Regions from separate parts of the Oryctolagus cuniculus genome. Here region 2 is linked to region 1. A link is a contact called in public Micro-C data. All regions are on one chromosome and are shown on one strand. Each heading gives the region's core, a stretch centred on a gene start, on an enhancer-like site or on the middle of the called end of the contact. The rest is flanking DNA. Distances are from core to core; before and after follow the strand shown.

What was found. A called contact is a pair of places that touch in the nucleus more often than the background predicts.
Region 2: a Micro-C map of ear pinna shows a contact between it and region 1, with 8 times the contacts expected there. The contact joins the enhancer-like site here to the promoter of KIF26B in region 1. A contact is called at or near these places in 2 of 6 Hi-C or Micro-C datasets (ear pinna and an unstated tissue).

The regions. Positions count from the first base shown.
Region 1 is chr13:65,144,303-65,149,757 of mOryCun1.1, forward strand. It overlaps KIF26B (kinesin family member 26B), which reads left to right and starts at 2,345. Exons shown (of 15, transcript XM_051820805.2): 1 at 2,345-3,223; 2 at 4,036-4,437. The coding sequence starts at 3,161.
Region 2 is chr13:66,617,555-66,623,009 of mOryCun1.1, forward strand. No RefSeq gene overlaps it. Among named protein-coding and RNA genes, the nearest start is that of SCCPDH, 30 kb to the right of the region's middle. Within about 2 kb of position 2,992, at least 2 of the 8 cell types and tissues checked have an H3K27ac peak or open chromatin away from gene starts, as enhancers often do. A contact at or near this core is called in ear pinna, where this site is marked.

The sequences.
Region 1 (5,455 bases), core at 1,095-3,594:
GCTGGCATTGTGATGTAGTGGATACAGCCACTGCTCTTGATGCTGGCGTCCCATGTGGGCACCTGCTCATGTCCCTGCTGCTCACTCCAGCTCTCTGCTGTGGCCTGAGGAAGCACTGGAAGATGGCCCAGGTCCCTGGGCCCCTGCGTCCATGTGGGAGACCAGGAATAAGCTTCTGGCTCCTGGCTTCCCACCTGTCCCAACTCTGGCTGTTGTGGCCATTTGGGGAGTGAATTAGTGGATGGAAGACTTCTCTTCTCTCTCCCTCTCTCTTTTTCTGTAACTCTTTCAAATAAATAAACTTTTTTTTGACAGGCAGAGTGGACAGTGAGAGAGAGAGACAGAGAGAAAGGTCTTCCTTTGCCGTTGGTTCACTCCCCCCCAATGGCCCCTGTGGCCGGTGCACCGCGCTGATCCAAAGCCAGGAGCCAGGTGCTTCTCTTGGTCTCCCATGCGGGTGCAGGGCCCAAGTACTTGGGACATCCTCCACTGCACTCCCTGGCCACAGCAGAGAGCTGGACTGGAAGAGGAGCAGCCGGGACAGAATCCGGCGCCCTGACCGGGACTAGAAACCGGGGTGCTGGTGCCGCAGGCAGAGGATTAGCCTATTGAGCCGCGGCGCCGGCATAAATATTTTTTAAATAGAAAAAAAACTATATTAAATGAAAAAAAATCCAAACACAAGAGTTATCCTACGTGGATTCTATGGATAAAAACAAAAACCAAGGTCAGTCAAAACTCATCTATGGGGTTGGAAATGAGAACAGTGGCTGCTTATGAAGGGTGGAGACTGCCAGGGGAGAGACAGGGGACGACGGACATGTATCTCTCTATTGAGGAAGCAGCTTAACGGCGAGCACCCACTTGTGTAAATCTACAGAATTGAACACTGAACCTGAGCTCGTGTCGCCGCAGATAACGTCTCCATCAACTTGAAAAACCCTGGAATCCCTATCGCCGGGCCTGCGGTCCTACCCTTTCGGCAACAGAGGGCGCTCCGAGCCCGCCAATACGCACATTTGGGCCCCGGCTGCTGGGGGATGCAGATGGGCCCAGCCCTGGGCTCGCGGGTCTCCAAGGTGCGCAGCGCGGCGCAGCGCAGCTCCGCGGCGGCTCCCCCTCCACACTCGGGCCTTGCCCACACGGGCTCCCCCTCTTTGGCTGGTCCCTGGGGCCGGACCACGCTCGCCGCTCATGGCCAGAGTGTTTGGCACGACGTCTTGGCGGAATACAGATGTGGCTGGGCGGCGGCGCGCGCGGCGGGGAGGTGTACCTGCCCCCCACTCGGGTCCTCTACTGAGAGGCTGGCGTTCACGGTGCAAGTGGGAATGCGATGGGAACTTCCACAGTGTTGTCGGGCTTTTCATTTTGGTCTCTTTACCGCGCTTGGGTAGCTGTGAAATGTTCCCACGCGGGGGCTTGCGGCGCCGGGAGGCGCGGCGCGAATCTCCCCGCGGAAGGCAGCCGGGGCGGCGTCGCCCCTGGGCTCCCGATCTGCGATGGCCGCTCTTCCCGGCTCCACGGGCCTCCTCCCTGTGGCAGGAGGAGGCCGGCGGCGGCGCAGCCCCGGCCATCCCGTGCGCCCTGGCCGCGCTGGGCCACGGCTCCCGGGCGTGGAGATGCCACTACGTCCCACGTGATCCCCGGGCCCGCGCGGGGCCGTCTCGAGGGTGTTAAATCAAAGGTCACGACAAAACGGACCTGCCGGCTCGCCAAGAGAAATGTCCTCCTGGGAGATGAAAAAATGACGCCCCGGCGCGGCCACGTGTGGCGCCTAGCCTCCGCCGATCGCTCCGGGGCGGGGCGCGGCGACCGCCGAGGGGGCGACGACTGCGGGGCCCGGGTGCGGGAGGCGGCGGGCTTGGTGAGCACCGAGCCCCCGGCACGCGGCGGCCGCAGCCAGCTCGCGCGCCACACCCCCTGCGCAGGCCCGCGCCGTCCGCGCTGCGTGTCCTCGGCTCGGCGGCGGCCCGCGGGGGGTCTCCGGGCCCACCTGTCCCAGGCCGGGGCGGCGCGGCGAGGCGCAGCTTGCGGGCGGGGCGCCAGGGGCCGCGGCGCTGCGCGGGGCTGGGGGTGCGGGAGGGCAGGTCTCGGAGAACAAAGGGCGGGGGGGAGGCCCCGGTGTGTTTGCGGACTTGTTTGTGACTCAGTCCCTTTCACGCGGCGGTTCAAAGGCAGACCTGCAAGCCTCGCCAGGAAGAGAAAGAATTTGGGGGCGGGGGCGGCTCGGGCGCAGCACTTCCGTCCAGCCGCGCTCGCTCGGCGCTGCCCCGCAGTCCCCGGCGGGCGCAGCGCGGGGTCACCAGCGCCCCGGGCGGCGGGCGGGCTGCCAGCCAGCAACTTCCCCGCACCCTGCGGGATTTATGACCCCACCCCCGCCCCAGCGCTCGGTCGCGCAATGTCAGGCAGGAGCGGCGCCGCGGCATAAAATGGATCCCGGCCGGCGCGGCGGCGGCGGCGGCGGCGGCAGGCAGGCGGCGGGCCCCCGGGTGGCGGGGCCGCGGCTCCCGGGGCTCGGCGCGGCAGCCGGGCGCACACGCGCGCGCTGACCGCGGACGGCGCGGGCCACGCGGAGCCGCCCCTCTCCCTGCCCTCGCGCAACTGTCAGGCGAAGCGGGCCGGCGCATATTGGCTCGGCGACACGCCGAGGCTCCTCCCCGAGCCTGGATCTTTATATTTTGGGAGAATTTCTTTTGAACTCAGTTACCGCGCTCGGTGAAGGAGACAAGTCCACCCCCACCCCCACCCCCCGCGGGCTGGGCGGACGGAGTTCACGCGCCGGCCGGGGCCCGGGCTCGCCGGCGTCCTGCGGGGCTGCGAGTCTGGATCGCACCCCTGCGTTTCCCGGTGCGGGGCCGAGGAATAGGCCGGCCGTCTGGCTGTGACTGCCGGCAGAGAACGCGTGCCCGGAGGAGGCACGGCGCGAGGATGAAACGCATCGGAAGAGAAGAATAACCGGCCACCTCCACCCTCCCCGCAGCCTCACTGCTCCCGTGACTTGGCTTTTATGCCCCCTCCCCCCGGCTAGGAAACCTTGACTTGCGGGCCAAGAACAACCCCCTGCAACCCGGGGCGCGTCTGGGTCTCGAGACCCCCCTCCCCCTTTGGATGCAGCCGTGCTGGAAGGAACCCCGAGACGCTCTGCTCCGGAGAAGCCACGATGAATTCCGTAGCTGGGAATAAAGAGAGGCTTGCGGTCTCCAGCAGGGGCAAGAAATACGGGGTAAGTTGCGCCGGGCACGGCGCGGAGACGCCTTTCCAGGCCCATCCCGGCCGGCCGGCCCCTTCCCGGGACGTGCGGCCCCGCGCGCCGGTGGCCAGCGCGCGGCCCCGAGCCCTGCTCCCGCGGCAGCTGCGCCTCCGCCGGGCCGTGCGCGCTCGCCTCGCTCTCGCAGTGCTCCGCGTCCTCTGGTCCCTGCCTCATCCCGGCACCGGGAACTTTTGCAGCATTCCTGGACTTCCAGGCAGAGTTAAGCCCGAGGGGAAGGGTCTCCCGTGGATTCTCTGCGGTTCCTCGGGTCGTCTCCCTGGAGCCTGGAGACCCCTCCTGTGACTTGCGGGATACGGAGGGCTTGCGCCCGAGTGAATAAAAAAGCCCCCAGATCACCGTCTCCCCCGCCCCGCGAAGGGTCTTCGGAGATCTTTTATCCTGGGCTCTCGCTTGGGTGGGTGCCTGGTTCCAAAGCGCGGGGCGCCCAATCTGCGGCCTCCCCCTGCAGAGACGGCTGGGTGCCACCCCCCTAGTCCCCCAACGAGCCCTTCTCCTGACCCCAGAGGAGTCCGCCGGCGACCGGGGACGGGCGCAAGGGGTGACTCGGGCGGTGGGGACTCACTTGGGGGCAGTTAGCGACACAGATGGAGGCAGGACTGTTTGGCCGCAGGCCTTAGAGCGCTCCCGAAGCGGCGCCCTTGGGCGTTCGCCAGACCCTCGGCGGCGACTGAGTGCCCCCGCGGGCGAGCACCCCCAGCCGGGCCAGCTCCGGTGCGCGCGAGCAACCGCCCCGCAGCTCCTGACGCCGCGTGTCTCGCCCGCAGGTGAATGAAGTCTGCTCGCCCACCAAGCCCGCGGCGCCCTTCTCCCCTGAGAGCTGGTACCGGAAAGCGTATGAGGAGTCGCGCGCCGGCAGCCGGCCCACCCCCGAGGGCGCGGGCTCGGCGCTCGGCTCGTCCGGGACCCCGTCCCCCGGCTCGGGCACCTCGTCCCCGAGCTCCTTCACGGGCTCCCCGGGCCCCGCCTCCCCGGGCATTGGCACCAGCTCGCCGGGCTCCCTGGGCGGCTCGCCGGGCTTCGGCACGGGCTCCCCGGGCTCGGGCAGCGGCGGCGGCTCCTCCCCCGGCTCGGACCGCGGCGTCTGGTGCGAGAACTGCAACGCCCGCCTGGTGGAGCTGAAGAGGCAAGCCCTGAAGCTGCTCCTCCCGGGGCCCTTCCCCGGCAAGGTGAGCGCCGCGGCGCGGGGGGCGCGGCCGGGAGGGAGGCGCCGGGTGAGCCGCGACCCGGGGTGGGCGCCAGCGGCTCCGCACCGCCCCGCACCGCCCCGCACCGCAGCTGCCGGGCCCGCCGCGACCTCGCGCCCCGCTGGCGCTGGCGGCTGCTCCACACCCCTGGGGGTGCTGGCTCCGGGCGACCCTACGCGCCCCCCCCCCGCCGCCAGGCGGTCCTGCAGCTGACGGGGCGCGCCCCCGGGGTTCGTCCCGCGGTCCCCGACGCGGGGCTGCGGGCCGCCCATTGGCCTTTCCGCCCCACCCCCACCTGCGATCCCTTGCGAAGACCTGGAGGGGAGCGTTTCCCCATACTGTCTGTGTCCATCTGAGGACCACTAAGAGGTGGCGGCCGGCTGCGCGTCGAGCACGTTGACCCTTCGTGGCAACGGTGCGGCGTGGCGGGACCCGCCCGGGCTGCCGAGTGTCACACAATGCAGGCCTGTTTGTGCTGCGGGGTGCGAGTACTATCGAGTGATAATATTTACTCTTCCACTTCAAAGAGGTTTTTTTTTTTTTTTTTTTTTTTTTTTTTTTAATTTTAATCAATGGTGAGGGAGACAATCCTGTCAAGAAGTCAGGATTGTTGTGGAGGTTTTTCTGACCTTGTGCAGTGGCATTTCCCAGTTTATATTGCTTTGACTTTGGAGATGAAATACTGTGATTTTTTTGAGGAGTGGAGTTTAGAAACGGCTGCGTCGGCCTGCCTGCACGCCTGCTTATCCTAACACACGCGCGTTGATGTTTTTACGGATGTGCCACAAATAGCCACTGATGCTGTGAAATTGTTGGAAATCACCTCCAGGAAAGTTGGGTTGTGCGTCTAGAACTCATCTCAAAAACAATTACCTCGGGGTGTGCTGTCAGTGTGCCTTTTTGTAGTGTGGTACTGCCTGTGCCAGGACACCCCAGGACTCAAAGCTCATGCCTCACCTTGGGTACCAGGCCCTGCAATTTCACGCCATCTCTTCACTCC
Region 2 (5,455 bases), core at 1,742-4,241, 1.5 Mb after region 1:
GTTTAGCTGTAACCTGTCAGTGGGTGTTAAATAGTGCATTGAAGTCATCTTGAAGAACCTTAAAAATCAAACCAAGATGGAGTGACCTAAGCCAATATCATTAAAAACAAGAAGTTACCTTTGCCCCAAATAAAATTAAAGTTTAAAAATTATAGCCCTAAACTTTTTCCCCCAAAGCTAAAATTAGGTGCAGCTATAAAAATAAGGGACCCTATGCTTAGGTAGCTGCGACACTTGCGCCTGGCTGTGCTAAGACCTAACCCAGTTTGTATGCCTCCTAATACTCAAATAACGGTGTGGGAAGTGGGACGCTGCTCTCCCACCAGGGGAACAAAAGGAGCGAGACGTCGTCCCCCTCAGGGTGAACAAGATGACGCTGACAGGGAAAGGAACTGCTAAAGAAGTAAACAACAAAATGGTGATGAGGTGCATGCCTCCCATGTGATCCCGTAGCTGATTGGATAGAAGACGCATGCCCTTCACATGATCAGCTCACGGATTGGACTGCTGTGTGCATGGCCTCCCATGTGATCCCGTAGCTGATTGGATAAGACACATGCCCTTCACATGATCAGCTCACGGATTGGACTGCTGTGTGCACGGACTCTATAGTGCTTTTGATTGGTCGCTGCGGGTATATAAACCATGTGGCTTTGTGCTGGGGGCGCTCTCTGGACTCCTGAGTTCAGGAGGCTGGTCTGTGCAGACGCTGAATAAATCCTCTTGCTTTTGCATCAGCTGGTCTGGACTCTGAGTCTTTGGAGTGTGCCTCTCGACGTGTTAGTATCCTCACTCCGAGGGTCCAACAATCTTTAAAATATGTATACATTGACTTGATCTTTAAAATAATTTCATTTATTTTCATTTTATTTGAAAGGCAGGGAGAGAGAGGTCGATCTTTCATCCATTGGTTCACTCCCTAAATGCCCACAATAACTGGGGCTGGGCCAGGTCAAAGCCAGGAGCAAACCAGGTACTTGGAACTCATGGGTCTGCCACATGGGTGTCGGGAACAAGTACCTGAGTCACTGCCTGCTGCCTCCGGCATGCCGGTGTCCCAACCATCCACCCCTGAAGTCGTTTTAGATTTCATTTCCTTAATTACCAGAGAGGAAGCACACGTTGCTACACAGTGATGTTAAAGTATCTAACAGGAGTCTTTGTGGGGAAGAGCTTTTCTCCACAGTCACAGGGCTCTTCAGAAACTTCCCACCACACCTGATTTCCATGCAATGCAAATCTAAGCACAGCACAGAACAGGTGCTAAATTCTACTCACTGGTCCCTTCAGCGCGCCTCTGTCTATTTCCGAAAGGAGAGTGGTTGTCTCAGACACAGGGCAGCTTGTTAGCTTCTGGGCTCTGCACTTCAGGTTCGCCCTTCTGCACTGCTCTGTGAAGATGGGTCTGGGCCTGCAGACACATTCTCCTGCGCGGCCTGGGCTGGCACTGAAGTTTGAGGGCACTGGGGGCCCTGCAGAAGGAATGGAGGCTTGTTTGCTTCCTGACTCAGGGGTGCTCACTGGGCAGGCCTGCCAGCATCCAGCTCCTGCAAGGGTCAGCGGCCAGCTGCAGCCAGCAGATGGCTTCCCCCTGCCCTAGCCAGTGCCCCTCCTCTACTGCTCCCTGTCTAGTGATGCGGACACCTCCCCAGTGGACAGCTGTCTCTAGCACTTCAGAGGGCAGATTTCCACCAGCACAACATCTCGATCCTGTCTGCACAGAGCTGGGTCTGGGTCTGGGGATTTTCCCTGGGTGTTGTCTTTCAGCCTCAGGGTGGCTCTTGGATCCATTCTTTCCATAGTCATTAGAGTTCTCTTTATTTCTTACCAGGCAATCTCTCAATCCTGCACCCTTATAGTTAGTAATTCTTTTTATTAAAGTTTCTCTGGTTGAACTACTGTGTGATTTCTCTCGCTTGGTCAGACCCAGAAGGAACGGTGGTTCTGCTGCTAGCCGGACGCACACCCGAGACAGAAGTCGCCTTTCAGAGCCTTGGCAACACCTGGTGTCTGAGGCACGTACTGATGAGGCCGCGGAGGCGCTTGGGCAGAGGACCTGTGTGTGCAGGGAGCGGCTGCTGCCCACACCACTCATGATCCCCGCGGGCCGCTCCTCACCCCAGCCTCGCCAGTCCCACCTCACACGCTTGCCCTCAGCGGTTCCAAGCTGAGGCTCCCAGGAGCCATCTGGGATTTTTTTTTTTTTTCATCCTGAAGCCAACTTCCTCTCTTCCTCGCACGGAAGCTGGATGAATGTGAGAACTGCCTACTGTCAGAGTCCCTGCCAAGGACGCGGCTCGGGCTGTGGCGGCCACCACGATGCAGAGATACTGAACACCCCCGTGAGCCCCTGAATGCCGTCAGGACATCTCAGGCCTCCCGCCCACATAGGGTGATGAATGCCCGCTGTCAGTTTCTCTCCTTTTCTTACCTAACCCAGGCTCATTTAACACTTCACAGACCAGCAGAATCGAATCCTGATGCATGACTAGGTTCTGGGTAATCAGAAAGAAAGAAACTGAGACATTCCAAGGCAGGCAGCGGGGGAAAGCTTGCGGCCCGGTTAGGTTTAATCCAGTTTCTATTTAGGAAGAAAACACCCGGATCAGAATAACTTCAGGTTCCCTTCTGACTGTGAGAGCTAAGATTTGACACCTCTGCTGGTTTCCATGGCTACCATCGGCAGCATATTACCAAAGCCAGAACCGGAGGATCTGGTGATTTCACCTTTCTTCTGTGGCCTTGCTAATTTTAAAAGAAAGTGCTTGGTCCACGTAGTTCCTGTCCACGTCTCTCCTGTCCTCAGCTGTCCCTTGGATGTAGATGGATTAACCCAGGGCGAAGGAAGGGCTCCTCTCTGTGACTCCGGAGTTGGTGCCCTCCCCCGACGAGGCATTTCTTCTGACACTGCTGGGAGTACTTGGTGACCTCGTTCCAGTTATGTAAGTGGGGAGATCAGGATTCCTGAGGGTGGTGGCTCAAAATAGCTCTGTGCATGTTTCATACGCAGGCCCTGTGGCAGGCGCACACTGCTGTTTCTCAGACACCAGGCCTCGGCTGAGAGTGTCCCTCTCCACGGATGGGTCATAGGCTGAGGGTTTCAGCATGGGGACAGGGAACACACGCAGAGGCATCTGTCCCCGGGGAACACCAGGCTTAGCGTCCAGGTCCTCTCCTTGCCTTCCTGTGCCCTCCCCGGGGGAGCAGCTCTCCCAGGAATGTGGGAGGTGACACCGTGGCAGGGGGCTCCGCGTGCTTGGATGAGGCACTTCAATGCCCCCTTCTCACGTGTGGCCTAAAACTCAGCCTTCCTCCAGAGGCTCTGCTGGAAAGGCCCCAGCTCCGTGAGGCTTCTCTGCAGCACATTAGGATCACCAGAGGGCAGGGATGAGCTTTTACATGCACTCTGTTCCCCTGCACGGGTGCAGAGACCAACTCACCAATACACTTCTGTTTAAAAAACAAACTGATTGACAGATGGATCTGAAAGCCAGATTGACAGAGATAGGAAAAGACAGAGACAGACAGAGAGACAGAGAGATCTTGCATCTCCACTGGTTTCCTCTCCAAATGTCTGTAACAGCTGGGGCTCGGCCAGGCCAAAGATAGGAGCCCAGAACTCCATCTGGGCCTCACACATAGGTGGTAGGAACCCAAGTACTTGGGCCATCACTTGCTACCTCCAAGGCACAATAGCAGGAAGCAGGATCAGAAGCCCAGGCAGAACGCCATCCCAGACACTCCAGTGTGCAATGCAGGTGCCCCAAGCAGCAGTCTCGACAGAAAGAAGAGAGCCGCCTTGTATTGAGTACTTAATATGGGCCAATTGTGCTGTGAAGTGCTTGCATGGGCAGCACTACCAGGGAGACAGGGTGGTGTCATGGTCATGGGCAAGAGCTCCAGGCTCAGAAAGACCTAGGCTCAAATCCCGTTTCTCCCACGTGTAGCTTTGTGAACCTGAGGATGGTTGTTCAAAAGAGCTCTGTGGCTGGCACCGTGGCTCAATAGGCTAATCCTCCGCCTTGTGGCGCCGGCACACCGGGTTCTAGTCCCGGTCGGGGCGCCGGATTCTGTCCTGGTTGCCCCTCTTCCAGGCCAGCTCTCTGCTGTGGCCAGGGAGTGCAGTGGAGGATGGACCAAGTGCTTGGACCCTGCACCCCATGGGAGACCACGAGAAGCACCTGGCTCCTGCTTCTGGATCAGCTCGGTGCGCCGGCAGCAGCGCGCCAGCCACGGCGGCCATTGGAGGGTGAACCAACGGCAAAGGAAGACCTTTCTCTCTGTCTCACTCTCACTGTCCACTCTGCCTGTCAAAAAAAAAAAAAAAAAAAAAAAGCTCTGTGCAGTTGTTTCATATACAGGCTCTGTGGCAGGCTCACATACTTATTTTTTTTAAGATTTATTAATTTGAAAGGCAGAGCTACAGAGAGGGAGGGAGAGAGAGAGGGAAAGAGAGAGAGAGAGAGGGAAAGAGAGAGAGAGAGAGGGAGAAAGAGAGAGAGAAGTAGAGAGGGAGAGAGAGAGAGAGGTCTTCCATCCACAGGTTCACTCCGCGCAGATGGCCACAAAAGCCAGAGCTGAGCTGATCTGAATCCAGGCGCCAGGAGCTTCTTCCAGGTCTCCCACGTGGGTGCGGGGGCCCAAGGACTTGGGCCATCTTCTACTGCTTTCCCAGGCCACAGCAGAGAGCTGGATTGGAAGTGGAGCAGCCGGAACTTTAACCGGTGCCCATACAGGATGCTGGCACTGCAGGCGGCGACTTTACCTGCTATGCCACAGTGCTGGCCCCACACAGATAGTTTAAATCCTAAAAAGGCAAGAGTCCTAGACGTGATGAGCCTGAACATAGCTCTTCAAATGTTGGCCGAATCCATAAAAGTGCCAGGATCCGGGTTTCCCAGCCTTGGTACTTGGCACAGAGAACTGTTTGTTCTGTGCTTAGTGTGTGCTGGGCGTGGTGCTAGGCAACATGATCCATGACCTTATAAAGTTTAACATCTTGTTGTGGAGACAAGGCCAACAAACATAACGTTCACAAGAAGTAAGAGAATATACGGCTGCAGTCTGTTCCTGGCAGCAAGTGCAGTGTGCGTGAGGAGTGAGCAGCAGCCACCGCGACACCATGTCACAGGCCTGGGATTAGAAAGCCACCCTACTTAAGTCTCTGTTAGTCCTGTGAGGCAAGTGTATATCCCCACAGGAGCGATGAAGAAACCTTGACGCAAGGAGATGCAGTGACTTCTCAAGTCACTACGCCAGAACCTGAACTCAGGCCTCCTGGTCCTTCAACCCTGCAGGACATGTCCTCCAAAATAAAAGCAAGTATCACCGGGCCGGCGCTGTGGCGTAGCAGGTAAAGCTGCCCTCTGCAGCATCAGCATCTCATATGGACTCTGGTTCAAGTCCCAGCTGCTCCACTTCTGATCCAGCTCCCTGCTAATGCACCTGGGAAAGC